Linked DNA regions of Mus musculus: region 2 is linked to region 1. Evidence: chromatin contacts called from public promoter capture Hi-C data. All regions are on one chromosome and are shown on one strand. The core of a region is the stretch at or near the end of the contact, and the rest is flanking DNA. Distances in the headings are between cores, read along the strand shown. Region 1 holds the start of Spaar (small regulatory polypeptide of amino acid response). Region 2 holds the start of Melk (maternal embryonic leucine zipper kinase).

The links. Capture Hi-C pulls out chosen DNA fragments and counts their contacts.
Region 2: a contact with region 1 is called in a promoter capture Hi-C map of adipose tissue. The contact joins the promoter of Melk here to the promoter of Spaar in region 1. A contact is called at or near these places in 3 of 9 other capture datasets (adipose tissue, embryonic stem cells and liver).

Annotation. Positions count from the first base shown.
Region 1 is chr4:43,727,571-43,734,808 of GRCm38.p6, forward strand. It overlaps Spaar (small regulatory polypeptide of amino acid response), which reads left to right and starts at 2,464. Exons shown (of 2, transcript NM_001348108.1): 1 at 2,464-2,594; 2 at 3,010-6,964. The coding sequence starts at 3,395. The coding sequence ends at 3,622. It overlaps Hrct1 (histidine rich carboxyl terminus 1), which reads left to right. Exons shown (of 1, transcript NM_027511.1): 1 at 1-540. The coding sequence ends at 121.
Region 2 is chr4:44,297,078-44,304,315 of GRCm38.p6, forward strand. It overlaps Melk (maternal embryonic leucine zipper kinase), which reads left to right and starts at 3,840. Exons shown (of 18, transcript NM_010790.2): 1 at 3,840-3,995; 2 at 6,494-6,589. The coding sequence starts at 6,532.

The DNA of each region.
Region 1 (7,238 bases), core at 1,214-3,713:
TCACCATGTGACCGGGGTGACCAGTGTGGGCGTTCACCACCACCATCACCATTCTCCCCATCGTCTCCACCACCACAAGCACCACCACCGCCACCACCATGCTCATGGAGCCCGCCGCTGAGGCCAATAGATAGCATCTACCTGGCTCTGCCCTCCATCCAGCAGCAACATGAGTGGATCCTGATGCTGCCACGGAAAAGGATGTGCCTCTGGGATGAAGGGGGGTACTGGGACCCTGGTCCTGCTTGGGTTTCATTTGCATATGAGCCCTTCTCCCTATGTGCAACAGAGACCCACCTGGGTGGCCCTCTACACAATGTGGGGCTTGAGCTTCGAGCAGGGCTGGCTGAGTTTCCTACCTTGTGACTGCAACTCCTGGTGACCCTGGAAGTAACAAGGGTATCTGGCAGAACCAGAGCCCAGGTGGAGATGGAGAGTTCTTCTGATTGGGGAGGCCCTGTGATGAGCTTCCAGGGGCAGACTGTGGTACGGGCATTCACTGCTGCTTGGCTGTAAGAAATAAAAGCCACCAGGAAGCTTTTTGTGTGAACTGGTTCTTGACTGTGGCACAGTGGGAGGGAGGGAGTCATGAGGGCCCTGGGAACTCTTCTGGAAGGAGCTGAGCCTGGGGTCTGGAACAGAGAGAAGTAGGTGGTCCCCGCCTAAGCTCTGAGGAAGAATTCAGTGTGGACGGCCCAGAGCTTTGGAGAAGGGACAGTTGAGACCCCTAGCCTGGGTTCTAGCTCTCGGAGCACCCTGCCTGAGTGCTCCTCCTAGCCTGGTCCAGAGCAGGAACCAACCCTGGGTTCAGTGTCTGTTTGGGGACTGAATAGGGATTCTTATGCAGACTCTGAGTCTCCAGCCAGCCTGTCTGCAGATGCACAGTAGCAGCTGATAAGACCAGAGGGAGGGAACAGTTAACTGCTTGGCATGCCGGGTGGCCTCAAGAGAATGTGCCTGGCCTGAGCCTCAGTTTTTCCTTCCTTAAAATGGAATGGATAGTAGAGACTCCTACCACAGTCAACAGGCATGCAAAGGACCCACACACACTATGAATAAAAGGTTGGGTCCATGAAGGGGAAGGAAATATCGTCCCAGCCTGAGCCTGAGAACAGGGAGAAGCAGGGCAGAGAGCAGCAGAGGGAAACGCCAGAAAGTCAGTGACTCACTGGAATAGAATGTCCTCTTTCCTTCTGTTTCCCAGGGGACTGTGCGAGGACTAGGCGAGGGGTGACCAGTGAGGAAGGGAAGAGGCAAATTCACACTGACAGCTGCACTGGGTTTCTGCACTGGGAAAGTGGACCAAAGGTCTGATGGACAGATCTCTCTCTCTCTCTGGAGTCCTTCACACCCATCCCTCTTTCCTCACTGCCGGGCTTAGCCCAGTCCAGCCCTCCACCCTTGTCCCTCTCTAGCTACAGCCACCTGCATTGCTGCAGACCTGCCCACTGCAGCTTCACGGGAATTTTACAGATACACCAAAGATGGGAAAGAGGGAAGAGGTTAGGCAGAAAAGGAAACGGGGCCGGACAAGCTTCCTGCATTCCTGTTGAAAATGCTGGCCTGTTCTCCCCAGCACGCTAGAAGAACAGGCAAAGGAGAAGCAAGATAAAAGGTTGCAACAGTCTCTAGGGCCCAGCTCCCAACCCCACCAGGCGATGTTGGGGATTCAACGAGCTACCCTACAGTACCCTTGTGGAGGATGAGCCCTGATTGTCAGAGCATCTTAGAAGAGGGGCTGTGGTAGAACAGGGCAGTATATTGTTTACTCTCCTGTCCTGTGAGTGGGCTGTTTGCCCATACTGCTACTGAAGTTCTCTTGGACCTTGGAGAAACTGGGAAAGTTTCTGGCTGCATGACCTTGGGCACAGCTCTCTCTCTCATTCTCTCTCTCTCATTCTCTCTCTCTCTCTCTCTCTCTCTCTCTCTCTCTCTTCTGGGGGCCAGGGGGTCCTGGTCAGACAAACGGCAGAATCAGGGAAATCACTCGATTGTATGGTCCCAGGAAGAGCGAGTTGGGGTGGAGACAGGGAACGGCTGTTTTGCCATTGGGTGCCATCCCTGTGACTCACTAGAAGCAGATCTGGTCAGGCATATCTGCTCTGAGACCATCATGTATGTCCCTGTAAAATTGAGGACCTATTACTGCACAGGGCTGTGGGACCAATGTTTATGAGAGAGACAGTGCCTGGCTATGTTCAGTACCCAGAAGTACTATTTCTTCAGGCTGATAATACACTCCTCGCTCAATGTGGGATAGTCTCAAGAGGAACTGGGTGTGAGTGGGCTCGGGCCGGGCTCCCTTCCCTGATACTCTCAAGGGTCAGTTAATGAGTCCGCAAGTGTGTGGGGCGGGTTAAGTGCTGTAGCCGGGAAGGTGGTGGCTGTGGGTCATAGGCCCCCAATCACAATTGGAGGAAGAGATTCAGGAAGTACTCACAGCTGCTCTAGCATCCCCGAGCCAAATTCCAGGCAGCACCAACAAAAACACTGCAGGCTTGGGAGGGAGAAGCATGGCCACCTGGGGTGGTCACCAGACAGGGGGTCACCAGCTCCAGATACAGTCAGGATACATGGCACTATTGGAGTCCAAGGTAAGCCTTCACAGCACCCCATGTGAGTAGTGGGCCCCGGTCGGCAGCAAATGGGGGTGGGGCATATGATGCAAAAGAACCCTGTGATGCAATGAAGGGGTTGGAGGAGGTCCTTCCGAATATACACCACACTTCCCAACCCTGCACAGAAAATGAGGTCAAGTACAGCCGACTCTTACTCTCCTATCTCCCTTCCTGCAAGCCCCTGTGTGCGCTGCCCCGCCCCCCACTCCACCTCCACTTGCTGGTATCTTTCTCCACCCCTGCCTCCCAGCCTAGGTGCACAGCCTGGGAAGGCAGCAGAGAGGCCAATTGCTGACCCTGGGTCCTTCCCAGGGAGGATTCAGACTCTTCCTGGGTCCTGCTAGGCGAGAGGAATTTTGTATAGTCACTAGATTTTTTTTTTTTTAATCAGTAACTCTTGAAGTCCTGAGGCGTTGCTCGTGGGCCTGGCTTCCGTCTTAGCAACATCTCTGCTCCTCCTTCCCTTGCCCCTTCCATGTCGAGGGACTCATTTGCTTACAGCTTTCCTGATAGTGCTTCTTAGCAGCTGCCAGTAGAGCCGACCACAGCTCTTGGAGGTCTGACCTGAGGTTAAAACTAGACCGAAGATCATCTGACTCCAGCAGAAGGATTTGGTGGCCTACGGTGGCACAGTTCAAGGCCTCAGAGCCGAGTCTTAGAAGGAGGCATAGGAGAAGCCGCTTGCTTGTCCTGGCCAACAGCCCCAGCTTCTGTTGGGACACTAAGACTCAGAGACCACCCACCGTGTTCGGTGTGACAAGTGCCACTCAGAAATCATGGAGACCGCGGTGATTGGGATGGTGGCAGTGCTTTTTGTCATCACCATGGCCATTACCTGCATCCTCTGCTACTTCAGCTATGACTCACACACCCAAGACCCAGAGCGCAGCTCCAGACGTAGCTTCACCGTGGCCACGTTTCACCAGGAGGCGTCGCTCTTCACGGGGCCGGCTCTCCAATCCCGGCCACTGCCGCGGCCCCAGAACTTCTGGACTGTTGTGTGAGGTTGGCAATTCCCTCGACATTTATTCTGCTAGTGGGTCAGACCCATCTGCCCCTTCAATAAGCAGTGTCTGGTGTCTCACTCCTCCCAGCTCTCCATCCGTATCCTTCTACGTTTCACAAACTTCTTGCCTCCCTCCATTCTGGCTCGCTCTTCCCTCTCTCCCTGGGGAGCTGAGGTGTCAGGACCAGGTGTGAGTTACCTCTGAGCTGAACGATCAGCTAGGCTCTACTCACAATGGGGCTGAGGAGTCTGAGGAGATGTGGAAGGATGCTGTGTGGTATCCTAATGGTGGGGTAGCTCCAGACAGCTATGGAACCTCACCGGAAGTTAGCACCCTGTCAGCGGGGTGCTGTGACAGAAGTCTATTTGCCACCCAGGGAACCAGAGCCCTCGAGCGGACGATTTGAAGAACTAAGTGTTTGTTAGTATTTTTGGATGCTGCACCGTGCCCAACCCTCAGGCTTGCTCCTGTTGCCTGAAATCAGCCCTGAAATTCTGAAAACAAAGAGCTGTTTTCTGGGAACAAGTGACTTATTTTATAATTGAGGACGTATATCCTTTTATGGATCTTTCCAAATCTGCTCTGGAAAACCACAAAAGGAAGCAGGAGAGAAAAAGAGAGCCACAGAGAGCACAAGGTGTTTCATTAACAGGAAGGCCACCAAGAAGACTTTAAAACACGTTTTGAACAAGACTTGCTTTATTGCTATAGTCCGACAGACTGTGTCTATTCTTAGCAAATGTGAGTGATTTGCGTCACTTAGGAATGATAGAAAAATCGTGAACTGAAAGATAATTCCAAAAAAGTCAAAATGTTGTTACATTTCAGCGCATGTGGAGCTGTTGATTTTAACACAAATAAAGGGACATTTGTTTTTATTAATAGAAAATCTGCTCACGGAATAGATGCTATCTTGTATTTAGAGACTATGATCTGAAGGATGAAAAATTATCTTCGTGGCTTGTATGTCTGAATCTGACCTTGAATGGGTAACTCTCTCAGGACCTGCCTGTTGAGGGGGATGAGACTGAACCAGGGTCCTCTGGGATGTCAGAGTGTCCCCAGACATGTGGCTGCCACAGGAAGGATCCAGAGAGACAGGCTTGGGTCTGGAGAGATTTGGGGGTGGGGTTGGCAGGGAAGAAGTGCAGGAAGGAAGTCAGAGTGCTAGATGGGGGTGGAGTGAATCTGGGGAGGTCGAGGCTCAGGAGCTTCTGGAAACATGTCCTTATCAGTCTGGACACTGAGTCCCTGACTAAGGCTTTTACAGACAGGCCACAGGGAGGGCAGGGAGTCCTGGGGACTCAGTGAAGGACTCACAGCAGGTTCCAGGGAGAGCCAGTGTGGGTCTGAGGCCAGTAGGGATGGGCACCTGAGTGGGGAGAAAGAAGCATTGTCTAGGGGTAGCAGCCAGACCGAGGTAGAGCCCTCACTGCAGCTCCCCCTGAGGGCTGGATCGCCAGGCTTTGTCTCCCCCTCAGGCAGAGCTCTGCTCTGGGGCAGGCTCTGAAGATCTTTCTTGAAAGGAATCTTGCCATCTCCACAGACACTGAACGGAACCTTCTTCCCAGCATCAGCTAGACTGCTTGAAGGTGGGTGAGTCCCCAGAGCACAAGGGTGTGTGTGTGTGTGTGTGTGTGTGTGTGTGTGTGTGTGTGTATGCACGGAATCCTTCCCAAGTTGCTTTTGGTCATGTGTTTTTGTCACACCAATAGATACCCTAAGTATGCCATGATCTATCCATTTACTCACTCACCCACATAACCATGCCTTCCCTTACCCTGTATTCATTCATTCCATTATTCGGTCACTTGTCCTCCATTTGGTGAGCATAGACAGAGCTCTGCTGTGTACCTGCTCCTGCTCAGAGAAGGTGAGAGTCAGTCAGACCTGGTCCCAGCGCTCAGGGAACACCTGACAGAACAGAAGCGACATGCTTTGGGTGTTGGAGTGGGGTGGGGATAGGGAGAGAGCTGGGAGCCCAGGGAGATTTGAGAGGAGGAGGAGGAGGAGGAGGCCCCTGAACTGGAATGGAAGCAGAGAAGAGTCTTCGATGAGACGATCCAAGAAGGTGTTGGTATAGAGAGCCTGTGGAGCAGGGAGAACAGCAGCTTGGCCTGGCCTGGAGGAGATGAGGCTGGACACTGGTCATCTCCCAAGGGAATCATGTTCCCAGGCAGTGGATGCTAAATATAGTACCGAGGCGGCCTTGGTCCAGGGACAAAAGAGCACATGGCTACCTGCTGCTGATGCAGTGGGAAGGTGGGTCTGACTGAGGGCAGGGTATGGGCCCCAGGCCCTCAGGACTGTGGAGGTGGGTCTGAGGGCAGGGAGATGCAGCCTAGAAGAGTAGGACTTCTAAAACGGAAGGTGGTCCTCCCTGGGGCAATCTAGCAAAGGGCTGAGAGGTATAGTTAGAACAGGAGCAGATCTGGGAGAACACAGACTAGAGACTCTGGGGAGTAGAGTCTCTAAAAACATAAGAACGCCAGATAAGCTGGGATTTCAAGTAAGTGATGAGTAATTTCTAGTTTGAATGTATTTCATAAAATAGTTGGAACACACACTAAAACGTTCATTATCTATGTAAGATCAAGTGTTATAGGGCATCTTGTATTTTACCTGGTAGCTCTATGGGGACAGGGGAGTCTGAGAGGCTGGGTAACTGGTTAAAGACAGCAGAGGGTTGTCAGAGGAGCGTAGAGAGAACTTTGCAACATAAGGGTTGACAGTGACATTGGTGACAACAGTGGACAGCCACTTTGCAGGCTATGATGTGTGTGCATGTGTGTGTATGGTGTGTTGGATGTGTCTGATGTGCAGTATGTATATGTTTCATGATACGTGGTATGTGTAATGTGTACAATGCTGTGTAGTATATGTGGTGTCTTGGGGTTCCTATTGTTGTGATAAAACACCATGACCAAAGCAACTTGGGCAGGAAAGGGTTTGTTTGGCTTATGCTCCCCACATCATAAAAGGAAGTCAAGACAGGAACTCAGACAGGGCCGGGACTGGGGACAGCAGCTGATGCAAAGGTCACAGAGGAATGCTGCTTACTGACTTATTCTTCATGGCTTACTCGGCCTGCTTCCTTATAGAACCCAGGGCCACCAGCCCAGAAACGGCTCCACTCACAACAGGCTGGGCCCTCCCACATCCATCACTAATTTAAAAAATGTTCTACAGGCTTGCCCGAAGCCCAACTCTTTTTTTTTTTTTTAACTTTTTATTGATTCTTTGAAAACTTTACACAGTGGGCTCCAGTTCCACTCATACCCCTGTCTCTCTGTATCTGCCCTCTGCCCTTGCAACCTCCCCCACCGAAAAAATGAAAGGAAAAAAAAAAAAAACATCTAACTGTGGAAGCTTCATTGTGTCACACAGTATATACCCTTTTGCCCAAACTGCTTTATTTATTGCAATAAGTCACTGATCTGCTTCGAGGCTACGCTGTCAGTACTGGATCCTCACTGGGACCCCTCTCAGATATCTTGTTGTACTGGCTAGTTGTGTGTGTCAACTTGACACAGGCTGGAGTTATCACAGAGAAAGGAGCTTCAGGTGAGGAAATGCCTCCATGAGATCCAGCTGTAAGGCATTTTCTCAATTA
Region 2 (7,238 bases), core at 2,590-5,089, 570 kb after region 1:
ATGGTGGTGTTGTTGGTAGAGATGTTCCGTTTTAAATGGCCTGGCCTAGTCAGTTTAGACACTCTTGAAACAAGGAGCAGCAGAGTAGGAATTCAGTTTCCTTATTGCCTGAACAAGGAAATAAGCCCACAGAGGTTTTGGGGCACAGAGGCTCATGGCTCCTGCCTTCTTGAACTGGGCTGTTTTCTCTGCTGTAGTATTATTGTTTCTTTCTTTTTTTGTTTTCTCTATGTAGCTTTGGCTGGCCTGGAACTCACAGTGTAGGCTGGCCTTGAACTCACAAAGGTACATTTATCTCTGCCTCCTGACTGGTGTGATTAAAGCTGTGTGCCACCACCACCTGGCCTAACTATTCTTTCGAGTGTGGTGCTATTCAAAATAGTCGCTCAAAATCATCTTGGGAATTTTAAATAGATATTAAATTTTTTTCATCATAACCTTGATACACTTTCTAAATGGTAACTATTTTTGGTTGTTGGTTGTTGACTTTGTTTGTTTCGCCTTTTGAGGCAGGGTTTGTCCTGGAAATTGATCTGTAAACTCACAGAAATCCGGAAATCCACTAGTAATTTTAATTTTTTTCAAAACTCTATTTTTTAAAAGATGTATTTATTTTATTTATATGAGTACACTGTAGCTGTCTTCAGACACACCAGAAGAGGGTGTCAGGTCCCATTACCAACAGTTGTGAGCCACCATGTGGTTGCTGGGAATTGAGCTCAGGACCTATGGAAGAGCAGTTAGTGCTCTTTAACCATTGAGCCATCTCGCCAGCGCACAAACTGTTTCTTTATCATTCACACAGTTTCTTTCTCTTTTCCCCACTCTTCATATTTCCATCCTTTATATTACCTTAAGTTTCCCCCTTTGCTTGAAAATCTTCTATCCAGAATCCTAAAACCCTTCACTATTATAAACTAAATATCTAGGGGTATTCTAGTTTGCTCTCTATTGCTATGTAAAACATCATGACCAAAGCAATCTGAGGAGCAAAGGGTTTATTTGGCTTAGACATCATTGGGAAAAGGCAAGGAAAGAACTCAAGGCAGGAATGAGGAAGGTAGGATTAGAGACCATGGAGGAGTGCTGCTGACTGGCTTGCTCCTCATGGCTTGCTCAGCCTGACTTCTTACACACCCCAGGACCATCTGCCCAGTGGTGGCCCTACCTACAACAATTTGAAGCGTTCACATCAATCATCAATCAAGAAAATGCTCCATATAAGGACTGAGGGGATGGCTCAATGCTTAAGAACGTTGACTGCTCTCCCAGAGGACAGGGGTTCAATTCCTAGCATCCCTGTGGTGCCTAAACTAGGTTATCAGAAGCACTCTCTTCTGGTCTTTGGAGGCACTGCACACATGTGGTGCTAAGATATCTACACAGGCAAAACACACATACACATACACATACACATAAAACAAAATTAAGTAAAAACTAAAAATTAGAAAAAGAAAAAAAGAAAATGCCCCACTTGCTGGCCTATCCAATGGGAGGCATTCTCTCTCTCTCTCTCTCTCTCTCTCTCTCTCTCTCTCTCTCAAAGATTTATTTTTTTATGTGAGTACACTGTTTTCAGACACAAGAAAAGGGCATCAGATCTCATTATAGATGGTTGTGAGCCACCATATGGTTGCTGGGATTTGAACTCAGGACCTCTGGAAGAGCAGATAGTGCTCTTAACCACTGAGCCATCTCTCCAGCTCAGGAGGCATTTTCTCAGTTGAAGTTCCCTCTTCCCAGATACCTCTAGTTTGTGTCAAGTTGACAACAATACTAATCAAAACTGGGAGCCAGTGAAATAGTTCCTTTGTAGAAGTGTGTGAGAAGGGGCAGTATGTCATCAATAAATGGTGATGGAACCATTAGCAAACACAAGCTCATCTATGAAATAGGTTTCTAAAAGCCTGCCCTTGGACAGGCTTCATGAAAGAGATTGGGACTCTAAATGTGTCCATTGATACAGGTTCAACAAAATTGCACTAGGGCACGCCCCATGTTGTATTCTGCTTTATGATTATCTGTGGGGAGGGCTCACTAAAAAGCTCTGTACATTGGTACCCTCTGTCTCTTTGGTAGCTACTTTCAAAACCAGACAGTCCATGAAGATGTGAATTAACTGCTGAGTGTCAAATAATTATAAAGATGCAAATACATATGCATCTTTATTTTTTTCTTCCCCATGGTTGTAACTCCTAATATATATATTTTTTGAGACAGGGTTTCTTTTTGTTTGTTTGTTTTTTTTCGAGACAGGGTTTCTCTGTGTAGCCCTGGCTGTCCTGGAACTCACTTTGTAGACCAGGCCGGCCTCGAACTCAGAAATCAGCCTGCCTCTGCCTCCTGAGCGATGGGATTAAAGGTGTGTGCCACCACGCCCGGCTCTAATATTTTTCTGGTTTGGGCTGTCACTACAATTTAACTCATGCAACCTATGTAAGTTTTATAATGACCAAGCTCATGACTAGGTATAATAGGGATGCTATGATGAAAAATACTTCTATTGGCATACTGGGTGTTTATGGCGCATTGAATTTTTCTTTCTTTCTTTTTTCTTTTTCTTTTTTTCCAAAAATCATTTCTGTATTTGTTTGCAGGGAGGGGTAAATGAGGAAGTCAGATTTCTGGGGATTGAATTTAGGTTTTCAGGGCTGGTGGCAAGTATCTTTACCCATGAGCCACATTGCTAGCATCTTGATGGGTAGTTAATTTAGTTCCTAAGGTTTTATAACTTATAGCAACAGATTTTAGTAAGAATTATGAGATGCACAGGGAAAAGTGGCACAATGTTAGAGCTCTTGCTTAGAATAGCCAAGGCCAGGGAGAGCCCTCCCATGAACCAGAAGGGGGAAAAAGATCAGGGGAAAGAGGGGTCAATGGGTAATGGCAATTGGTACCAAGTTGACAGCTTGACTTGATTAGTTAGACCCATTAGGTGGCAAGAGAGAACCAACTCTTGAAAGTTGTCCTCTAACTGCCACAGGTGTGAAGTGACACGTGCCCCCCTTCCCACAAGCACGCACTCGAATAAATGAATGTAATGAAAAATTAAGAACATAAAAAACTTAATTATATGAAAACTTTTTTTTTTTGTTTTGTTTTTGTTTTTCGAGACAGGGTTTCTCTGTGTAGTCCTGGCTGTCCTGGAACTCACTCTGTAGACTAGGCTGGCCTCGAACTCAGAAATCTGCCTGCCTCTGCCTCCAAAGTGCTGGGATTAAAATATGAAAACTTAGCAAGTCAATGTCTTCTGGAAAAAATTTCCTTGTCCCTATGAGATATGCACACTGCAGTTAGTAAAGGCAAACTATTAAAAAAAAAAAAGGAAGTGAAGATGAGAGAGGGTTTTGGGTGGTGTGGGGAGCAAGAAGGGAGAATAAAGTGGATATGATCAACATACATTGTATACGTGTATGAAAGTGTCGAAGAATAATGGTATTTTTAAAAAAATAAAAATATTCTTAAAAAAAAAGAAAGAAGGAGGCAAGGCCTTAAGTCTTCAGTCAGTATCTTTTTTTTTTTTTTAAATTAGGTATTTTCTTCATTTACATTTCCAATGCTATCCCAAAAGTCCCCATACCCTCCCCCCCCCACAACTCCCCTACCCTCCCACTCGCACTTCTTGGCCCTGGCGTTCCCATGTACTGAGGCTTAAGTCAGTATCTTAAAGTCTTCACCATCACCGATCCTGAGCATTTGACATCCTACACATTTAGTATCCCATCAAAAGTTTGAGCCTATCTCGCCCCGCCCCACCATCGCTCCGCCCAGTTTTCTCCCGGCCCCGCCCCACCTCCCTGGGACTGGGCTCCCTTGGGCCCCGCCTCTTCCGGCCCGCGAGGTTTGATTCCTTTGGCGGGCGGAAGCTGCTGGAACTTGAATCCTGCAGAAATTCCCACCGACTTGTTCCGGCTTTGCTAGACTCTGCAGCCGGCTGCTTCACCTTCTGTCCTGTTCGGTCCTGTTCGGTCCTTGCTGGGCCCGCTGCCCTTCAGGTCAGTTCTTCCGTCCTCGGGCCGCACTCTGGGCCTCGTGGGGCGTGGCCGGGAGACGGAGTTTCCCTGGGGTTCCACCCATCAGCACTGTTCTCTGTGAGAACGTCTAGGTTTTTCGACCCTGGCTTTCACAGATGGTGGATGGTAGTTTTTTTTTTTTTTTTTTTTTTTTTTTGTCTCGGGTTCTGAGATGTATCTTGCGTCTTGAACTCACTGGTCTCGAACTCACTTTGTAGCCAAAGTGGTCCTTGAATTCTGGATCCTCCTGCCTTACCTTCCTGAGCGCAGGAGATACAGGCGTGAGCGCTCCCCACTCCCCATTCCCCGCTCAGCGGGTAATTGATAAAGTTTGACAGAGCATTTGACGCCCCGGAGGCTCCCATAATGGGAATTTCCAGTTCTGTTTCAGTGCTTTTGACTGTCTGCAAAAGCGATTCAGAGATGGGCTTTGAGGCACTTACACTTTTCAACTCAGTTTTCTGGGGTATTCCAGTTAAAAGAGAAATGTGTGTAACCCCTTTGTAGAGCCCAAATCCTTCCTCACCTTGCACCTCTAAAGCAAGTGGCCCGAGACTCGTATTGTAAGGACGCCCAGAGGCTATAGCAGTAAATGGAGGAGCCAGGTGGCTCCTGCCAAGAAGGGTGTGGAGGGGAGCAGTTCCCTGCTTCTCATCCCAAGGCAGGAGCTCACACTAAGGTGAGGTAGTGAGTGTTCTAGTCTCACCTTAGGTAGATTTCTGTGGTTAATGGAGGAGGAGGAAGAGAGGGTTTCAGAGGGGTCTGAAACGTTGGCTAGAGAATTTAGTCCCAACTTTTGTTCATGTTTTGGCTTCTGTTTCTTCTTAAACACCTTCGTGGAAACAGTGGCTCTGTCCCTTTTATCTATTATGAACCAACTAGATGGACAGGTTAGTCCCTAAATGCTTTTGGGAATGAATGCCTCTATTGCTGCTCTCAGAAATCTCCGCAAAGGAGCAGAAGGGTGCCGCCACTCAACTGTATTCTAAGGCCAGGTTGTAAGCCATTCTGCACTCTCATCTGAAATGACCAGATCAGTGTCAATGAGCACGAGAGGCAAGTTAATGTGTTTTGTAGTAAGTGATAGCATGGCTCAAATAACACCATACTGGTAGCAAAATACCCTCAGTTTGCCTTTTATGAGGACTCACTGTATAGTCCAAGCTGGCCTCTAACTCACAGAGATGCACCTACCTGCCTCTGTTCCTGAGTGCTGGTATAAAGGCATGTACCACAGTTATCTAATAGAATCACAAATTTCCCAATATCTAGCTAATTTCTTATTTTTTTCAGAAAAGTGTCTCTATTGCATATACCCCATTTCTTCACCAACTAGAGGAGTTCTGAGATATCATATTTTTGCTTTCTGTATTCCAATTTCTAGAAGGTAAACGGGATGTGTACAGTTATTTAGACCCAGCTTTATACCTACAACATGATCTAATCACTAGTCTCTTTTGGGGGGAGGTGGGGTGGGGTGGGCTGAGGCTTTGAGACAGGGTTGCTCTGTGTAGCCCTGGCTGTCCTGGAACTCACTTTGTAGACCAGGCTGGCCTTGAAGTCAAAGATCCACCTGCCTCTGCCTCCCAAGTGCTGGGACTAAAGATGTTACCTCTGCCCAGCTAGTTTTTGTAATAGTAGCAAAAATGATCTTCCCTGGATTTGAAGATGATATAATCTAGCCTTACAGTGGTGATACTCAAAGACATGGTGTGATTTCAGGGAAGAGGGTAGTCAGAAAAAAAAAAGGATTTAGTGTTTGTGCAAGTCTTTTCCTAGGAACTGGACATTTTAAAAGTCCGTAGGGAGGAATCTGTGAAGAAGTTAATTATGAGCCAAGCCTGGTAATGCAGTTGTAACTGTGTGTGTGTGTGTGTGTGTGTGTGCTACAGTGTGTGTGGGTGGAGGTTAGTTGCCAGCTATGGGAGTTGGTCTTTCTGTCATGGGGGTCCCATGGGGGTCCTGGGATCAAACTCAATTTCAGGCTTGGTAGCAAGTGCCTTTACCCACTGAACAAGTGGGTTTGTTGTTTGAGGCATAGTCTCCTGTAGCCCAGGCTGGAAGAACTTGCTGTGTAGGAAGACCTTGAGCTCCTGCTTCTACCTTTCAAATACTGGCATTACCGGCAAGTCCTCTCACCTTGGTAAAGTTCAACTCTTTATTGGAATTTGATTTGTATAGATGATATGAGACAGGAAGCCAGGTTTTGATTTTTGTTTTGTTTTGTTTTTGATTTTTGAGACAGGGTTTCTCTGTGTAGCCCTGGCTGTCCTGGCACTCAGAGATCCTCCTGCCTCTGCCTCCTGAGTGCTGGGACTCCTCCACCCAGCTCTGTTTGCTTGATTTTTTTTGCTATGGCTAGTTAGTGCTTCCATGATCATTTACATGCCTAAGCTTTGTGTTTACCCCTGTTTGCAAAGGGAGCTGGTGAGCTCTGACAGTCCTTTTATTAGATGTGTGCTATTTCTTCTGTGTTACAGGTTCTGGTTGTCATTTTGAATAACCTTCCAGGTGGACTATGAAAGATTATGACGAACTCCTCAAATACTATGAACTATATGAAACGATTGGGACAGGTAATTGTCATCTTTTTCTTGGAGGCAGAGTACGAATAAAGTAATTCAAAGTATGGTCTATTTGGGTGGTCATGAGGTTTTTAGTATAATTGATGTGGCTTAAATTTTTTCTTTATCTATAACTAAAAAGTTTGAATTTGCTCTTGCTTTTGCTCTTGCACTCTTGCTCTCTTGCACTCTAGCTCTCTTGCGCTCTTGCGCTCTGGCTCCTAAAGATGTAAGCAATAGAGCTCTTGCTCTCTTGCTCTCTTGCTCTCTGGCTCCTGAAGATGTAAGCAATAAAGCTTTTGCCGCAGAAGAAAAAAAAAAAAGTTTGAATTTATTTTAGTGTGTGTGTGTGTGTGTGTGTGTGTGTGCGCGCGCGTGTCTGTCTGTCTGTCTGGTGTGCATCTCTGTGTATGATGTATATGGGGAACATGTCACAGTATACACATGGTGGTCAAATGACAGCTTGTGGAGTAGATTCCTTTCCACCTTTATTTGGTTTCTGGGGCTGGGATGCAGGTTGCCAGGCCTGTGTGCCAGTTGCCTTTGCCTGCTGAGCCATCTCTTCTGATGCTCTGCCTTCTTTAATAAGCAGAGTAGAGCAAGGGTAGCTAGCCTATCAGAGAGAGGCTCACAGGTCACTACAAAAGTGTTGTATTTTAGT